Regions from separate parts of the Zea mays genome. Here region 1 is linked to region 2. Evidence: chromatin contacts called from public Hi-C data. All regions are on one chromosome and are shown on one strand. Each heading gives the region's core, a stretch centred on a gene start, on an enhancer-like site or on the middle of the called end of the contact. The rest is flanking DNA. Distances are from core to core; before and after follow the strand shown.

Region 1 (2,700 bases), core at 38-2,537, 200 kb before region 2:
TCCCTTGCCCAACATACAAGTTTACCATAAGACATTGCTGAGCCAACATACGAGCTTGTCAGTTATTATTAGCTGCTTAGCTTCATGGCTCCAGCTTCAGAATGTCAAAGATAAATAGATAATGCATATATAAATGGTAGCAGGCTCTATGTCCTTAATAAAATCACTTTCGCTGATCTTGCTGCTCAAGTATACTTATTAGAAAAGAAATATGTTCTGCTTTATAAATGGTTTTAACCAACACTGCTATGTGCTGTCCCACAAATAAGTACATATATTTAAAGTACAGACGCTGCATCTCAGAAACTAGAAAACAGGTTCCCATGGCCACAGGTCCCCCCACCCACCCACCCAGAAAGGAGCATCACCACGCCTCATCAGAGGTTTCAGTCTTCAGTACACTGTCCCCAATCATTTGGTGCAGAAGAATCAGTAGGGTTTTCGACTACAGACTGCAATATATCTATCAAGGCATAAAACTCCAACTAGTCGGACAGAAAGAGCTACTCCGCGTTTGTCCCCATCAGAAAAAAGGCCCACACAACGGAACGGAAAAATGAATATTCGCAACAAGCACATTGTTGCAGCAGGACAAGGCAGGAAACAAAGAGCACATGGAGCTTGCACTTGCACATGCACATGGCTGCTTCTCCCAACCCAGACCCACCTGCACCTCCACGAGGAAGGAACGCAGGAAAACGCGGGTCTTGGGAAACCATAGCAAGAAAAGATGTCCCTAACTTCCCATGGCCATTATTTCCTCATGGATCATAAGAGGGAGAATATGAATCTCGGAAATTATGCCACGGATTGTTCTAGACTGTTCTGCATACTTTGACCATTGGGCTAGAAAGCAGCATGCTTGGCCGAATTCGGTGGGATGGATACTCCCTACCCCTGCATTTCAGGAGATCATACCACCAAGAAGTCCTCTGAAAAGGAGTTTTCCTTTTTGCGATGATCAATTCTTTTTGGAACACAGCCAAGCCAGCATAGTACGCACTAACGCTATGGAATCGACGAGGCAGGAAGCGAGTTCATGGGGGGAGGGGAGACAGGGGCACACACCTCGAGGAAGCGCGCCTCCTGCTCGAGCTTCTTGAGCTCGGCCTGGATCCGGTGGCGGCCCCGCAAGTCCGCCGAGTCCCCACCGCCGTCCCCGACCTGCATCGCCGTCCGATGAGCGGGAGAGGGTTGGTGCGATCCAGTGAGGCGCAAGGTAACTGGCAGGCACAGCGGAAGCGTGAGTGGGTTGGGGAAGCGAGCAGGCGGAGAGGAAGAAGACGAGGAACTGTCACGGAATGCGGGTGGCCAGACCAGAAAGGTTCTGCCTTTTTTTTTTTTTTGAACAATTGGATCTATACCATTAAAAGATCCAAACTTTAGATATATACCATGGACCTCACATGTCATTGACTCATGTGGACCCACATGTAAGTGAGATAGTAATGGTATGGATTCAAAGTGGTGATCTTTTAATGGTATGAATCCAAATTTCCCTTTTTTTTGGTTAACGTGAGAGGTTTGGGCTCTGACAGTGGAGGGTTTATTCTAACAACTGTACTAGAGTACTAGACCAAGTGACCAACTCCCACTCTCCCACTCGGTTATCCTGTCCGTTTCTTCCTCCAATTCTTTTCCTTTTCCAGTTTTCATTTTTTAAAATAATATAAAGTACTAATTAAATCGTTCTTTACTAGCTATTGTCGTATATTTCGATTATGAGATTTGACAGATTATGAGATTTGACAAATGAATGTCAAAACAACTTTTCTTAATGGAAAACTAGATAAGGATGTGTATATGATACAACCCGAGGGTTTTGTCGATCCGATCAATGCTGGAAAGATATGCAAACTTCAGAAATCTATTTATGGGTTGAAGCAAGCATTTCGGAGTTGGAACATTCATTTTGATGAAGTGGTTAAAGGGTTTGGTTTTCATCAGAATGAAGAAGCTTGTGTTTAAAAGAACGAAAGTGGGAGCGCTGCTGTATTTCTGATCTTGTATGTGGATGACATATTATTGATTGGGAACGATATTCCTATGCTGGAGTCCATCAATGTTTCACTGAAAAAGAGTTTTTATATGAAAGATTTAGAGAAAACAACATATATTTTGGGCATAAGGATCTATAGAGATAGGTCGAAGTGGCTTATAGGATTAAGTCAAGATACATACATTGACAAGGTATTAAAATAGATCAACATGGAATAGTCCAAGAAAGGGTTCTTACCTATGTCACATCGTATACACCTTATGAAGAAGCAGTGTCCTACAACAGCTAATGAGCGAGAGCGCATGAGTAAGGTATCGTACGTCTCGGCAATTGGATCAATCATGTATGCCATGATAAGTACACACCCAGATGTTTCATATGCTATAAGTGCTATGAGTAGGCACTAGACTGATCCAAGTGAGGATCACTAAACAACGGTAAAAGGCATTCTTAAGTAATTGAGAAGGACTAAAGATATGTTCATGGTATATGGGGGTTCGGAGGAGCTCGTTGTAACTGGTTACACCGATGCTAGCTTCTAAACTGATCCAGACGAGTTAAAATCGCAATCAGGTTTTGTGTTCATAATAAATGGTGGTGTTGTTAGCGGGAAGAGTTCCAAGCAGGAGACTGTGACTGATTCTACAACAGAAGCCAAGTACATTGCAGCTTCTGAATTTGTGAAGGAAGGTGTTTGGATA
Region 2 (2,700 bases), core at 41-2,540:
CCGATTTCAGGAGCGGACCGGAAACTTCGAGCAACATGCTCACTAAATATGGCCGTGAACTTGCCATCCAAATGTTTAAAAATTGTATAAAACACAAACAAAGTCAGAAAATCCTGAAACTTGTCCACGTGTCATGATATCATATGTACAGGCTGCGATAAAAATTTTAGAATGTTTGGAGAAAGTTGTGGGACACTATGTGTAGAAACCTAAGAGAACTACACATGAAATCATAGAGTTTCAATGTGGATCTCTTAGGTTTGTACGCATAGTGTCTCACAAATTTCTCCAAACATTCTAAATTTTTTATCGCAGCCTGTACATATGATATCATGACACGTGGACAAGTTTCAGGATTTTCTGACTTTGTTTGTGTTTTATACAATTTTTAAACATGTGAATGGCAAGTTCACGGCCATGTTTAGTGAGCATGTTGCTCGAAGTTTCCGGTCCGCTCCTGAAATCGGTCGTAACTTATGCTAAGTAACATGAATATCATTTTTGCATGCACGGTTTTCTAAGTTTCGAGTGACCTGCAGTTCAAATCTAAATTTTCCGAAGAAATTTAAATAAACGAACTAAATCTACTAACGATTGAAAACTCTGTTAAAATTGTCCACAAATGATACATGTAGGTCTACATAGTGTAGGAACATACCACAAAAATTTTGGGAGACAAAATAAAAAAAATAAAAATATACTTTGCCGAGTGTCTAGAGATGACACTCGTCAAAGCCTCCTTTGCCGAGTGCCTACTATGTGGCACTCGACAAAGAAGCCTCTTTGCCGAGTGCCAGCCGTTGGCTCTCGGCAAAGACTGACGGCCGTCAGCTTTGGGACGGCCTCTGACGGCCCTTTGCCGAGAGCCTCTTTGCCGAGTGTTTGACACTCGACAAACTTGTCTTTGCCGAGTGTCGTCCTGTGCCGAGTGTTCAGCACTCGGTAAAGAGGCTCTTTGCCGAGAGCCTAACTTTACCGAGTGCGGCACTCGGCAAAGCCTTCTTTGCCGAGTGCCCGATAAAAGGCACTCGGTAAAGAATACAACACTCGGCAAAGCCTGCGATTCCGGTAGTGGTTGCGGCGGCGTGCAGCGTAAACATCTTATTAATATTCTAAAACGTGTAGGTTTCATTGCAAAATAACCCGGCTACGTCAACCATAAATTAGGGAAAAAGAAATATGGTGCGTTCGACCATCGTGATCTAGAATCTTCCAGTGTAAGTCAGGCTATTGCAGTTCTTATACAAGTCACTCGCAAAAAAATTGAAAAAAGGCTCTATGTGTTCTCGTTGTTCTACAAGATAGCTCCAGATCTCCAATCCTACGGTCCAACCTAGGTGATTTTCTCCGCGACCCTCTCGGTCTCTCCTCATTATATTATCGTTGCCTCCATCGCTGGCGGTTGTGCTCCAGCGCCCAGCACCGCCGCGGGTTTCGACTGTGCATCGTTGTCGCCATCGGCAGTGGTGGAGCTCCGATTTCCTTCCTTCGCGCCTTGTTCCATTGGCTTTGTTTATTTGCTTTATGCCTGAGAAGTAATCTGGTTTTGCAGTTAGCTTCCTTGTTCTTGCGGCTGACCAGAGTCAAGCTCGCCATCGCTGGAAGCCGCAACGGCAGCTCGGCGTTGTGCTTCTCCCTGTCTTTCTTCTTCTCCAAGAGCTCGAACGCGCCCCATCCTACGCAGGTTTGTAGCTGGGTTTCAGGTTAAGCCGGGAATTAAATAAATAAAAAGAATACATAACGATGAAAACTAACAATACAAAATAGTTACAATGTTGGTAAAAAAACATACACATTGTTACAGCAAGGAGCTTTTATACAAAAAAACCCTTCATATTCTATGGGGAATTTGAGTACTTCTTTATTATGGATTACAGTCTTATTGCTTTCAGGTTCTATACAAAACCTGCTGTAGAGACTTTTCATAGTGGTCATGTAAATACAATCTAAATCTCCCAACCCCCCCCCCCCCCCCCCCTTTACCTTTGCTTTGATCCTTTTCCAGTATATATGATTTATGAATTTTTTGCATGGAAATTCCATTCTATCAACCAGATAGCAATAGATTAATGGGTAGACATTGTAACCAACACTTTAAACATACTTTAGCTCCTAAAATAGACACATAAACCTACCAGTTAGGAAATACAATCATAACATCATCCTGTTTACGAGGTAGAGATGGCTTGTGTATAACTATATGACATATTATGAACGCTTTAATAAAGCCAAATATATTCTTCAACTCATTCTTATATTTTTTAAAAAATAAAAACTGCATACTATATATATGTCATGTGTTTTTCCATCGTTGCTTTTTGCATTATATATGGTTTCATCATGTTTTTTCTCCTGATACAAATAAAATTCTAGTGTAGACGAGAACAGAAGTAGTCGAAGGGCGGGAGATTTCATGAGAGCAAGCAAGTGTGAGAGAAAAAATAATTAAATAATGGGCTACTTGTGGCCATCGAATGGGCTGCTCGTGGCCTCCTACTCCTATGGGCCTTGTTAGAAAATAATTAAATAATATACTGATGCGTCGTGGTTAATGGTATACTGATGCGTCGTGGTTAATGGTGTCATCAAGATTCGTGGAGCAGATCGATAAATCTGGCTAGCTGGTCGATAAATCGGTACTCGGCGCCATCGGCCCCGCCGTATCCCCGATTTCATATTTCAAATTTGAGAAAATTTGTA

The links. A called contact is a pair of places that touch in the nucleus more often than the background predicts.
Region 1: a contact with region 2 is called in a Hi-C map of tassel, with 5 times the contacts expected there. The contact joins the promoter of LOC100286366 here to the promoter of LOC109943524 in region 2. A contact is called at or near these places in 12 of 25 Hi-C or Micro-C datasets (ear, leaf and tassel) and 1 of 3 datasets of contacts at active chromatin or transcription factors (leaf).

The regions. Positions count from the first base shown.
Region 1 is chr1:259,635,367-259,638,066 of Zm-B73-REFERENCE-NAM-5.0, reverse strand. It overlaps LOC100286366 (AGG2), which reads right to left and starts at 1,287. Exons shown (of 4, transcript NM_001159253.1): 1 at 1,069-1,287. The coding sequence starts at 1,170.
Region 2 is chr1:259,433,960-259,436,659 of Zm-B73-REFERENCE-NAM-5.0, reverse strand. LOC109943524 (WAT1-related protein At5g64700) reads left to right here and starts at 1,290. Exons shown (of 9, transcript XM_020546833.2): 1 at 1,290-1,466; 2 at 1,553-1,684.